2 separate regions of the Mus musculus genome follow, and region 1 is linked to region 2. A link is a contact called in public HiChIP or PLAC-seq data. All regions are on one chromosome and are shown on one strand. The core of a region is the stretch at or near the end of the contact, and the rest is flanking DNA. Distances in the headings are between cores, read along the strand shown. Region 1 overlaps Gm34439 (a long non-coding RNA gene). Region 2 overlaps Gm2762 (predicted gene 2762).

Region 1 (5,060 bases), core at 145-2,644, 320 kb after region 2:
AGACCTCGTGCTTCTAGAATAAAGATATAGATAGCCATTTACTTCCTATTCAGTCGCCCTCAGGACCCACTGCTCTACCTGAGGCAAGGATGCCAGCCACGATTCACAGAGGGCACTTCTCTACCAGCTGGGCTCCCTGCCATCTGGAGCTACAGCTTTCTGGGTGACATTGGCCTGGTTTCCAGTTCTGCCACATATTCCCCAACATGGGAAATTACTTCTTGTTTTCTCATCGCCTAAGAAAAAGCGGAGACAATTGTAGCAACTCTAAAATCAGAGATAATTGTTGCCATTTCTAAAATCATAGCAACTGGGTGTTTCTATCTCTGAGCAAACCTTGTCAACCCTGCAAGGGCTTGTCATCCTCACTCTATCACCCTCCTGTCTTCTTTGCTGTTCTCTTCTCTCCAGAATTAGGCTTCCATCACCCACTCAGCTTCCAGGTGTCATCCCTAAGAAGATGAAATGGGGATCGGTGGGGATGCGGAGACGTTGGGCGAGGAAGCAAACAGATGGGCAATGACTCAGGACAGGTGACGTTCAGGAGGAAGTAGCTGGACCAGGAATGGAGAAGGCAGGCGGTGGATGTGATAGCCCGGGTTCTTCAATTCATAATGGCATTAAGTGGGATGAAGGACTTGAGAGTTACATAGAATTGAGACCAGAAACATCCCCACGCCCTGTAGCCTTAAGCATGATGCTTTCCTGTTTTGAAGCATGGCTTTCTGCTGAAACTGAATGAATAGTCATGAGCGCTGTAAAGATATTGGTCAGTAATGAACTATGTATATGGTGGCCGTTTCTATGGCAACACTAATGTAAACAAATCTAGTGAGCAACCAATTGTAAATACACCAAGCACAATTATAGACAGTACATGATACTTAGCACCGAGGGACAGGGTCACTAGTTCATGTACTGATTATATTTTCTATTGCTGTCTTAGAGTGTTATTTTTTAAATTCCTTTCACTTATTAAAAAACAAAGTTTATAGTCAAATGATATAAGAGCAGTGGCTTCACACCTCTGTTGTTTTCAATGACTTTCGATTATACCATTTTCTCTCCTGCTTGGCTTGGTCATAAGTGGTTTAGTTCACCACTGACCCAGGAGCGCCAGGCTTTGCCCACATAACAGACTGCACAGTTTACATGGGTAGCTTGCTAGGCCTAAGTGCTGTCATAGTTCCACGGTAAAGCCCCTAATGATGGCTTCCTGAGGATGGCTTTCCACTGCTAAGCAATGCACGGCTGTGTCATACTGTGGTGCTCTGGGGAAGAAAGAAAGGCCTGGCCTTCAGGTTTAAGGTACCCTTTGAAGCACAGTGTCTCTTGCCAAACTAAACAATGTTTGTAACAGGACCTGCACAGTAGATGGCGGTAGAGGCCTGGGTCTGGCTACACCAGACAATAATCTGGGTAGATCACCAAGGAGAACTCATTCTGGCTCCCAGGGGGTCTCCTGGTTACACTAGAAAATCTGAAAGATCTTAGCCCCGCAATCAGGAACACATTGTTTAGCATTATATGGAAACTGATATGATTTTTTTAAAATGTCTTTTGGTGTTTGCTTTCCTAATAAACCTCAAGCATTCCCAGCCATCAGAATCATGCCAAACATGGCCCCCCTGGATGCCTGAAGGCCACCATCTGAGACCCTGCACTGAGCCCCTCCCTCCACACCCCACAGGTGGCCCAGTTCTTCCCTCATTGCATGAGACTCTTCTGCCCTTGCTCACCAGTGTTGTAATAAACACTGTTCTTGACAGATAAGGGGGAAAGGGTTTATTTCAGCTTATAGCTTCTAGTCAGTTCATGATGAAAGGAAGTCAGGGCAGGGACTAAAGTAGGAACCTGTAGGCGGGAGCTGGTGCGGAGGCCATGGAGTGGTGCTGCTTACTGGCTTGCTCCCCATGACTTCTTCAGCCTGCTCTCTTACACCTTCCAAGACCATCAGCTCAGGGGAGAGCTGGGCCTTTCCATAGCAATCATTAATTAAGAAAATGCTCCCACAGGCCTGTTTACAGGACCTGCTGATGGAGGTGGTTTTCCAACTGGGGTTCCCTCTTTCTAGCTTGGGTCAAGTTGACAATTACAAAACAAAACAAAACAAAACAAAACAAAACAAAACAAAACAAAATGACAACAGTAACCAGCAACAAAGAAAACAATCCGCTCATCAGCAAGACCCTAGAATCCCCATCTGTAGCAGGAATGGTCGGGGCCACCCAGCTGCAAAAGCATCTCCTGCAGGAGGACCTAATTGAGGACTGCCTGAGAGACCAAGGATTTCTGATGCAGACAATGTCAGCCAATTGGGAACTGCCGTTTAGAAGAGATGCTTTCTTGGGACCAATGGAAGCTCAAGTGCTCAGAGCGCTTGCTGCAGCCTTTCTCATCTGTTCCTAGAGTCTGTGTCATTGATTCCATGTCACCTCGCCTGCAACCCCCAAGGGCAGGTAGTCCAGGACACAGGCAGCACCCATCTGGGACCTGTACTCAGCCCTTCAGACATCCATGGAGAGCCCTCCCGTCTTCCACACCTCATACCCAAACACAGCTATCTGGGGGCCTGACAGATGGCTTAGTGGATAAGCAGTTGTCACACAAGGGTGAGGAGTTCAGATCTCCAGAACCCACATAAAAGCTGGGCAGGCATGGTGGCTGCCTGCAGTGGTAGCACCCAGGAGGCACAGACGGGGTATTCCTCGGACCAGCTGGCTACCTAAACCAGAGATGGAAGGCTTCATGTTCAGTGAGAGACCCTGTCCCTGAATAAAGTGGAGTCTGATCAAGGAAGACACAGACACCAACTCTAAGGCTCTACACTCACGTACATACACACACACACACACACACACACACATACACACACATACACACACACACGTGAGCGCACACACACACACTCACATGCACACAGAGATGTATGAGCACATGCATGCACACACATGCACATGCATGCACATGTAGAGACACATACATGTGAACATTCACACACACACATGCATAGCACATGCACACATGGAAATGAGTCACAACATTCTAGCCTGTCCTCTTTGGCTTTGATCCGACTCCCCAACCCACCTCACGTTAATAAAGAATACTTTGTGGAGCATCGTGCTGTCCGAGGCTCATCCCTTAATGGACATGATATTCTTAAGGTGTGTGGTCAGCTTCCTAGATACACTAGTCCAGCATCTTCAACAATTCTGTTTTGAAATATCTAGAAAAAAATGTGTTAATACCGAGATTAGTTCTTGTTGTCATTCTCTAACTAAAACTCTTTAACAACCTCCAGGATTGCATTTGTGCTTGTTACCACCTGAAAATGAGCTATTCTCAGAACTCTTTTCCCAAATTGGTGTTTGGGGAGCTGTTTGGGGTGGGGAAGTGGTTACTGGTAGGAAAGGAACTTGATGGTTAAAGCCCAGACCCACTTCTGGTGGAGCTTTCTTCTTGGTCTGTAAAGATGCAAGGAAGCCATGCCCGGAGCACCCACCACAGTCAGGAGGTGGCATCCCCACACCTCCCTGTCCACAAACCCATCAGCCAAGGTCAGTCTTCCTTCGATTACCTCCTTCTTGTCAGATGTTTGGGGGCAACCATGAAAAAGTCACTAAAACAATGTGTGTTGGGGCTTTTTCGTAGGACAAGTATGGTTTCAATGAGGATACAGGAGAACATCGTACAGGTTATAGGCAAATAGGATGCCACTTTATGTAACTATTCTCAAAGTTCAGGGTCAGATGGAGTCCTGAAATCAAGCCCGGTGGATGCTGAGGGATGGCTGCTAGGTGTAGAGAGCTGGGAGGGCAGATGCTGTAACAAAGTTACATATCTAACACTGTGCTCAAGTAACACCAGATACATAGTAATTTTAAATGCCAGCAATAGATTTGTAGCCTAGGGATAAGCAAATCCCATCTCGGGCTTGTTACACAAGCCAAGGTCCTACAGCTGGAGAATGGCGAAGGCCAGACAAAAAGCCCTTGAGTGTCTTATCAAAAGCTCTCCTCCTCTTGCCTCCCCTCTGCGTCTTACTCGTCTGGAGAGCCCCCAGAGTTTGCCCCATAAACAAGTGCATAGTAGGATGTTGCAAATGCCTGATGGACAGAATGGAGAAAAGAGCAGAAGAGTGTGCAGATGCGTGAGCGTCCCCAGCAAGCACAGAGGCAGAAAGTGCACCAGGAAAGCACGTTAGGGACCCGTGGGTAAAAACAGGCAGTGCTCCCTCCCCCACTTCACAGTTGGCTAGCGTGACTCTAAATGACATCAGAGAAGCAAGGAGAGTAAGGCACGAAATGGGTAGAGAATATAAGCTAGAGACAGAGCTAAGATGAAACAGGATGTGAAGTATCTGGGTCTTTCCAATGAAGTCTACTGTTCCCAAAGAGTCAAAGAGCAGGCTGCTAGTCCAGGCCTCATTTAGCAACTTAAACAAGCTAAGAGTCCAACTCATGTGTAGATTTTTTAAACATGAGGATATAATGTTTTAAGCAGAATGTAAAGCTTTCAAGGTATGTAACACCCCACCCCCTCTCCATCCCCAGTTTTTGGTCTAATTGTAAAGAGGATTCTTTCATCTCTCCTTAGACAGGTGTTAAACAAAGCAAAGCAAAGCTATCAAAAGGATTTGAGTCTCTAGATTTGTCCTGAGGTGGGCATGGGTGCAGATCCTGACAGGTGCAGATGTTGGCAGTACTGATGCTGGGAGGTGCAGATGCTGGGAGGTGCAGATGCTGGGGGTACAGATGTTGGCAGGTGCTGGTGGTGCTGGTGGGAGCTTCAGGCAGCAGAGGTCAGTCGTGATGGCTGACAGTGACTGACAAGAAGGCACCTGGTATTTTGAAAATAACACACAGTATCTGCTCACGTTCTGCAGGTAGTTTTCCAGTATACCTAGTGAGTGCACAGAGCCTGGCCTTGGGTGTTTGGGACAGTAGACTAGGAGTGGGTACTGAGTCCTGTACTAACTCCAGGCAGGGAGCGGCTGACTGCTCCCTTTACATCACTGAGTAAGATGAGGCTAGTATCCCTTCTGATGTCATTGACTTTCC
Region 2 (5,034 bases), core at 386-2,885:
CTGCGAGCCGAGTCCCGTCCCCCCAGGAAACTCCCAAGGCCCAGTCTTCTGGGGTGAGCGGCTGGCTCCTTTGCTCTTTTGGAAGCTTAGGGTTGAGGGTTGTTGGTTTTTTTTTTTTTTTTTTTTGTGAGCTCTGTCAGGGAGGTGTGGCATCGGGGTGGAGAGTCTGGGCTGATGCACCATCTCAGATCATCTCCATCACAGTACCAGCCTAGAAACCATGCACAGTGGCAAGGAGCCTCCAGGCTAAGGCCCTGTGCACGGTGCCTCCTTCACTGGTCGGTTTCCTCATTCTGGGGAATGTGTTTCCTGCATGGATGGGCTTCATTTTCAGATGAAAAGAGGACAAACCATTGTATATCTTCTTCCCAGTTTCCTAGTGACTTGTAGTTCTTTTTTTTTTTTTTCCACCCAAATCTGTCCGACATATTGCTGGAAAGTTGGATGCTTCCTCCTCCTCCTCCTCCTCCTCCTCCTCCTCCTCCTCCTCCTCCTCCTCTTCTTCTTCTTCTTTTCTTCTTCTTCTTCTTCTTCTTCTTCTTCTTCTTCTTCTTCTTCTTCTTCTTCTTCTTCTTCTTCTTCTTCTTCTTCTTTTTCTTCTTCTTTTTTTTTGTCCCTAAAAGTGTGAGACATTTATAGGCAGCTGAGAGAAAAGGAATTTTGACCTAATTTTGCTGGTAAGGAAATTTCCAAACCATGAGTGACAGTTCCTAGGGTGGCATGGGTTTACTTGGCAGGATCTGCTGTCACATCTCAGTGGCTTTGATCTTCATTATTTGGTGTCTTCCAGTGGATGCTCCAACACTGCACAGGAAGCTAAAAAAGAAAGGTCAGTCCCTGGCACTTACAAGCATGGTGTTTTCTAGTTGTTCTCAAGCAGAAGAGATGGAGGACCAGAAAGAATAGAACAGTGCCCGTTTCATGGGGACCGAACACACTGAGAGAACCTTACCACAGTTAAGTCTCTCTGCCCACAAGGGACCTATGGGATCCACCATCACACCGGGAGATCAAGGCACAGCAAAGACACATATCTGGGACTCACAACTCAGATCCTTCTATTCCTTGTAACTGCTCCATTAAAGGCACAGAAAAGAAAACGGTGCCATTTTACTGATGGATTCAGTGCAACAGATGGACCATCCACCTGACCAAACTGCAGAATCGAAGTATCCATGCACGGAGATATCATCTTCACAGAAAATTAAAAATCCCACATTTAAATCTCCATATAGTCACAGACTCTATTATATGACTGCAAGCAGTTCCTTCCTGTCTGAGCCTCAGTTTCTCTATTACAATGGAGAGAGTTAAACTAAACAGATTTTCCCCAAAGGATGCCACATGCTTTTCGGTCCTCCCATTCAGAGCTGACATTCTATGATCCTTCCCCCACCCCCACCCCCACCCCCAAACAGTTGGAGTCTTATTTTTAACTACACATAGATGTCTCTTACAAATTATCCAGGGTCATGGATTAGCTGAAAATACAAAAGCTTAATTTCCTCTGCTTGGCTACTGTTATAAATGATGATCAAAAGAGTCAAAGAACAAACAGAGCTGGCTGCAGAGAGAACGCTGGGATGGGGGCGGGGGTGGTGGTGGCAATCTTACCCAGGACCCCTTGCGGTCGGAACTCTGGGGTCTGTAATTCACTGCTGCTTTGGGCAGGCTGAAATGAATCATAACATTTTGAGCCCTCAATGGAAGAGAGAAGAAAAGGGAACAAGAGGCCAGCGAGAGTGAGCGCCCAGTGTTTCCCCAGTTAAATACATGTTTTCATCGAAGCGTTGATGGGTTCAGAGGAATGAATGGCCACGATTTAGTTATCTTTTGGATGGATGATTTTAAATGCTTGTTGGAAGGGTCTTTGATGAGACAGCCTCTTCAAGCCACACCACAGCACAGACTGGAAGTCTTCGGGACCGGGGGGCTCTCGCTGTCTTTCAGAGCCGGGAAGGCTTTGCGCTCTGAGATTCCTGACGCTGGCGTTTCTGTTTCTATGATCCCCACTGGCACACGGCTCACTTCCACCCTTTCAGACTCTCATCAGACAGCATGTCATAAGATGGGGACGGAGGGGGAGAGAGGGAGAGACTGTAGAATCTTAACTCATGCCGTGCTTATTTGGGGCTGGCTATGGTTTGAATGTCTGTGTCTTCTCCTCTGGAGAGATTCCTGTTGAAACTTAATCCCCATTACAACAGGATTAGAAGGTGGAGCCTTTTGACAGTGATTAGGCCTCAGGGCTCTGCTGTCACGGATGAGATTAGCACCTTCTCCACCAAGGATGGGATTAGCACCTTAATAAAGGGGCCTGAAAGAAGGAGTGCAGCCCTTTCGCCTTCCCCTCCCTTCTGCCATCCGAGGACACGCACTCCAGCTATGGATATGACAACAAGGAGACTCTTGGAGGCAGAGAGCAGCCCCTCTCCCAAAACACACTAGTGCCTCGAACCTACATCCCCAGAAATGTAAGGAACAAATTTCTATTTTTAAAAACATATCATTATAGTTTGTTCTGTCCGTGCAACATGTACCCAGTTCTGTGGTAGACTGAGGAAGGGTGACAGATCTGTTCACCTATACTAGAGAAACTGCTAGAACTTCTACTTTCCCCAGCTAGCTTTTGCAAAATGAGGTGGCTGGTGGTGTTGCCCAGTTGTGGTCCTGTACCCTGACATTTTTTCAGCTTGTCTCCCATCTAGGCACCAGGGAAACTAACAAATTTTAGTTGTTGGTCTTCAGCGAAGTCCCGTCTTGCAATCATGCTCCATCAGGCCCTGGTCCTGCCCATTTGAGAGAGTCGTACATCTATCCCAAAGATGAGTCCTAACAGGCACAAAACACACTATACAGTGAGGGCTTTCTCTCCAAGTCAAGCACTGTGAAACATCTGCTGCCTCTTGTCTTCCTGTAGTCTCACAGCAACCCCCAGAGCTAAGCGCTGTTGTGTGGACATTGCATATGGGCCTCTCAGGGCCCATTGTCAACAGAGAATCAGTCCCCAAGTGGGCGGTGTCCACTTGTGATTCCACGAGAGGCTGCCACCTCACCAGGAGACATAGACCAGAGTTAGCGGCTTTACTGAATATTCCTGTTGGCTCTAGTACTTCGTGAGCACCGTTAAACTTAGTGCACTATAGTATTCAATGAAGAAAGTTAGCCATTCAGATTTTCCAGCATGCGGGGTGCTAGAAGTATGCTTAAAACATTAAAACTCGGATTTGTGGGGCTACTGATTTATTGTCCCCGCATCTCAAAGAGGAACATGCCAGGGATTGGAAAATACTGAGAAACTTGGAGTGTTTTTTTTTTTCCTACCAAACTATAGTGCTAAGCTGTAACATTACATGAATAACGTATCATTACAGACACACACAGCCACGCATGTACATGCGCGTGCTTGAACACCAGTTCACTCATACCATGTGGAATGATAACAGCACTTGGGGGGTGTATTTAGAACACAATGTAAGCTAGTACCTGGTAAATGATATCCATGATGCTTAACCTGGAGAAAGTCCTCCTTGGATAGTGAGTTTTAAATCTCATGCTGATGACCCTAGGACATAACTTTGAACATGGAATAGACTTTAATGTCTCTACCTATGCAATGAAAGATCAAGAAACCATAAGAAGGAAGGAAAGTCAGACACGGCATATCACACAAATGAACTTTGAGTACATTGTGTTAATTAAAATAAGCCAGACACTGAAGGTTAAATGTCGCAGGACTCTGCTTGTGGGAAGTACCTAGAATAATCAAACTCACAGAGACAGCCGAGCAATGGTCTTCGGGGCCTACAGGGAAGTAGGCCCCGTTGTTGACAGGGAGTTTGAAAGATAAAAAACCTGGGAGCTGGAGATATGGCTCAGAAGTAGAGCATCCGCATGGTTGGATAGGCATGCATGAGGCCCTGGCACCCAACAAAGAAATAAGTTAGCTCTAGAGCCAATAGCAATGAAGGCTGTACAACCTGGTGAATATACCTCACGTCACTGAGCTGTACATTTTAAAGGAGGTAGAAATGATGAGTTTTCTGACAACTGAAAGAAAAGAAGGGGGGGGGGCTGGTGAGATGGCTCAGCGGTTAAGAGCACCGACTGCTCTTCCAAAGGTCCCAAGTTCAAATCCCAGCAACCACATGGTGGCTCGTAACCATCTGTAATGAAATCTGATGCCCTCTTCTGGAGTGTCTGAAGACAGCTACAGTGTACTCACATATAATAAATAAAATAAATCTTTAAAAAAAAAAAAGGAAGAGGGGGAGGGAAGGAGGGAGGGAGAGAGAAAGAGAGGGGAAGGCTCATAAGGAAAGAGACTGGGATCAAAAAGGAAAGCTAGTGATAACCACCACATTTCTCTAGCACTCCCCTACGTTTGAATGTGGTAGTGGTAGAACTGAGATTTCGTGTCTAGTCATCCTGTGTATTCTGGAGAGTATGTGCATCTCACATCAAAGTATGGTGTGTGTGAGGTCACAGTGGCACAACTAGTAGCTACTTACCACTGTCTACTGAACTAACTGCAAATGAGTGAATGAATATTCTATCAACCCGTACACTACCTCTCTACCAGCCATGGTGTGCTAGCTCCAAATTCCTCTTTAAAGTAAACCTGATATTATTATTATTATTGATTATTATTTTGAGACTTGTTATATAGCCTTGGCTGGCCTGGAACTCACCAAACTCACAGCAATTCTGTTGTCTCCGCTTCCCAAACACCGAAATGTCAATCTTGTTCCAAAGCATGCTGAGTTTTCTGTTTGCACCTTGACATCTCCACTCTTGTGAGCAGCTCAGGCCCCCTCCCCTCTCTGCGGTCCCAGTCTTGCAGGCAAGCTACCCAGCTGGCAGAAATAACACAAATGACTTTGCAAAGTATGAAGGGACACCTGAGTGGCACTTCTTACAATCAGGCCTGAGATGACTCTTGGATAAAGCTTTGCAGGAGCAGTCCCCATGCCATAGATTTACAATACATGGAGTTACCTGAGTTCTGAAACCGGTGTAAGTACCCAAATAAAT

The links. HiChIP or PLAC-seq counts read pairs in DNA pulled down with a chosen protein or histone mark.
Region 1: an H3K4me3 HiChIP or PLAC-seq map of embryonic basal ganglia shows a contact between it and region 2, with 5 times the contacts expected there. The contact joins two enhancer-like sites. A contact is called at or near these places in 8 of 484 Hi-C or Micro-C datasets (the AML12 cell line, cerebral cortex, differentiating embryonic stem cells and 3 more), 12 of 115 datasets of contacts at active chromatin or transcription factors (craniofacial prominence, embryonic basal ganglia, embryonic forebrain and 7 more) and 1 of 9 other capture datasets (embryonic stem cells).

What each region holds. Positions count from the first base shown.
Region 1 is chr13:53,777,972-53,783,031 of GRCm38.p6, forward strand. The region is part of intron 1 of Gm34439 (a long non-coding RNA gene); the gene reads right to left. Among named protein-coding and RNA genes, the nearest start is that of Gm34439, 7.2 kb to the right of the region's middle. Within about 2 kb of position 1,395, at least 3 of the 459 cell types and tissues checked have an H3K27ac peak or open chromatin away from gene starts, as enhancers often do.
Region 2 is chr13:53,453,311-53,458,344 of GRCm38.p6, forward strand. Gm2762 (predicted gene 2762) reads left to right here. Exons shown (of 8, transcript NR_037991.1): 8 at 791-2,320. Among named protein-coding and RNA genes, the nearest start is that of Gm33763, 5.5 kb to the right of the region's middle. Within about 2 kb of position 1,636, at least 14 of the 459 cell types and tissues checked have an H3K27ac peak or open chromatin away from gene starts, as enhancers often do.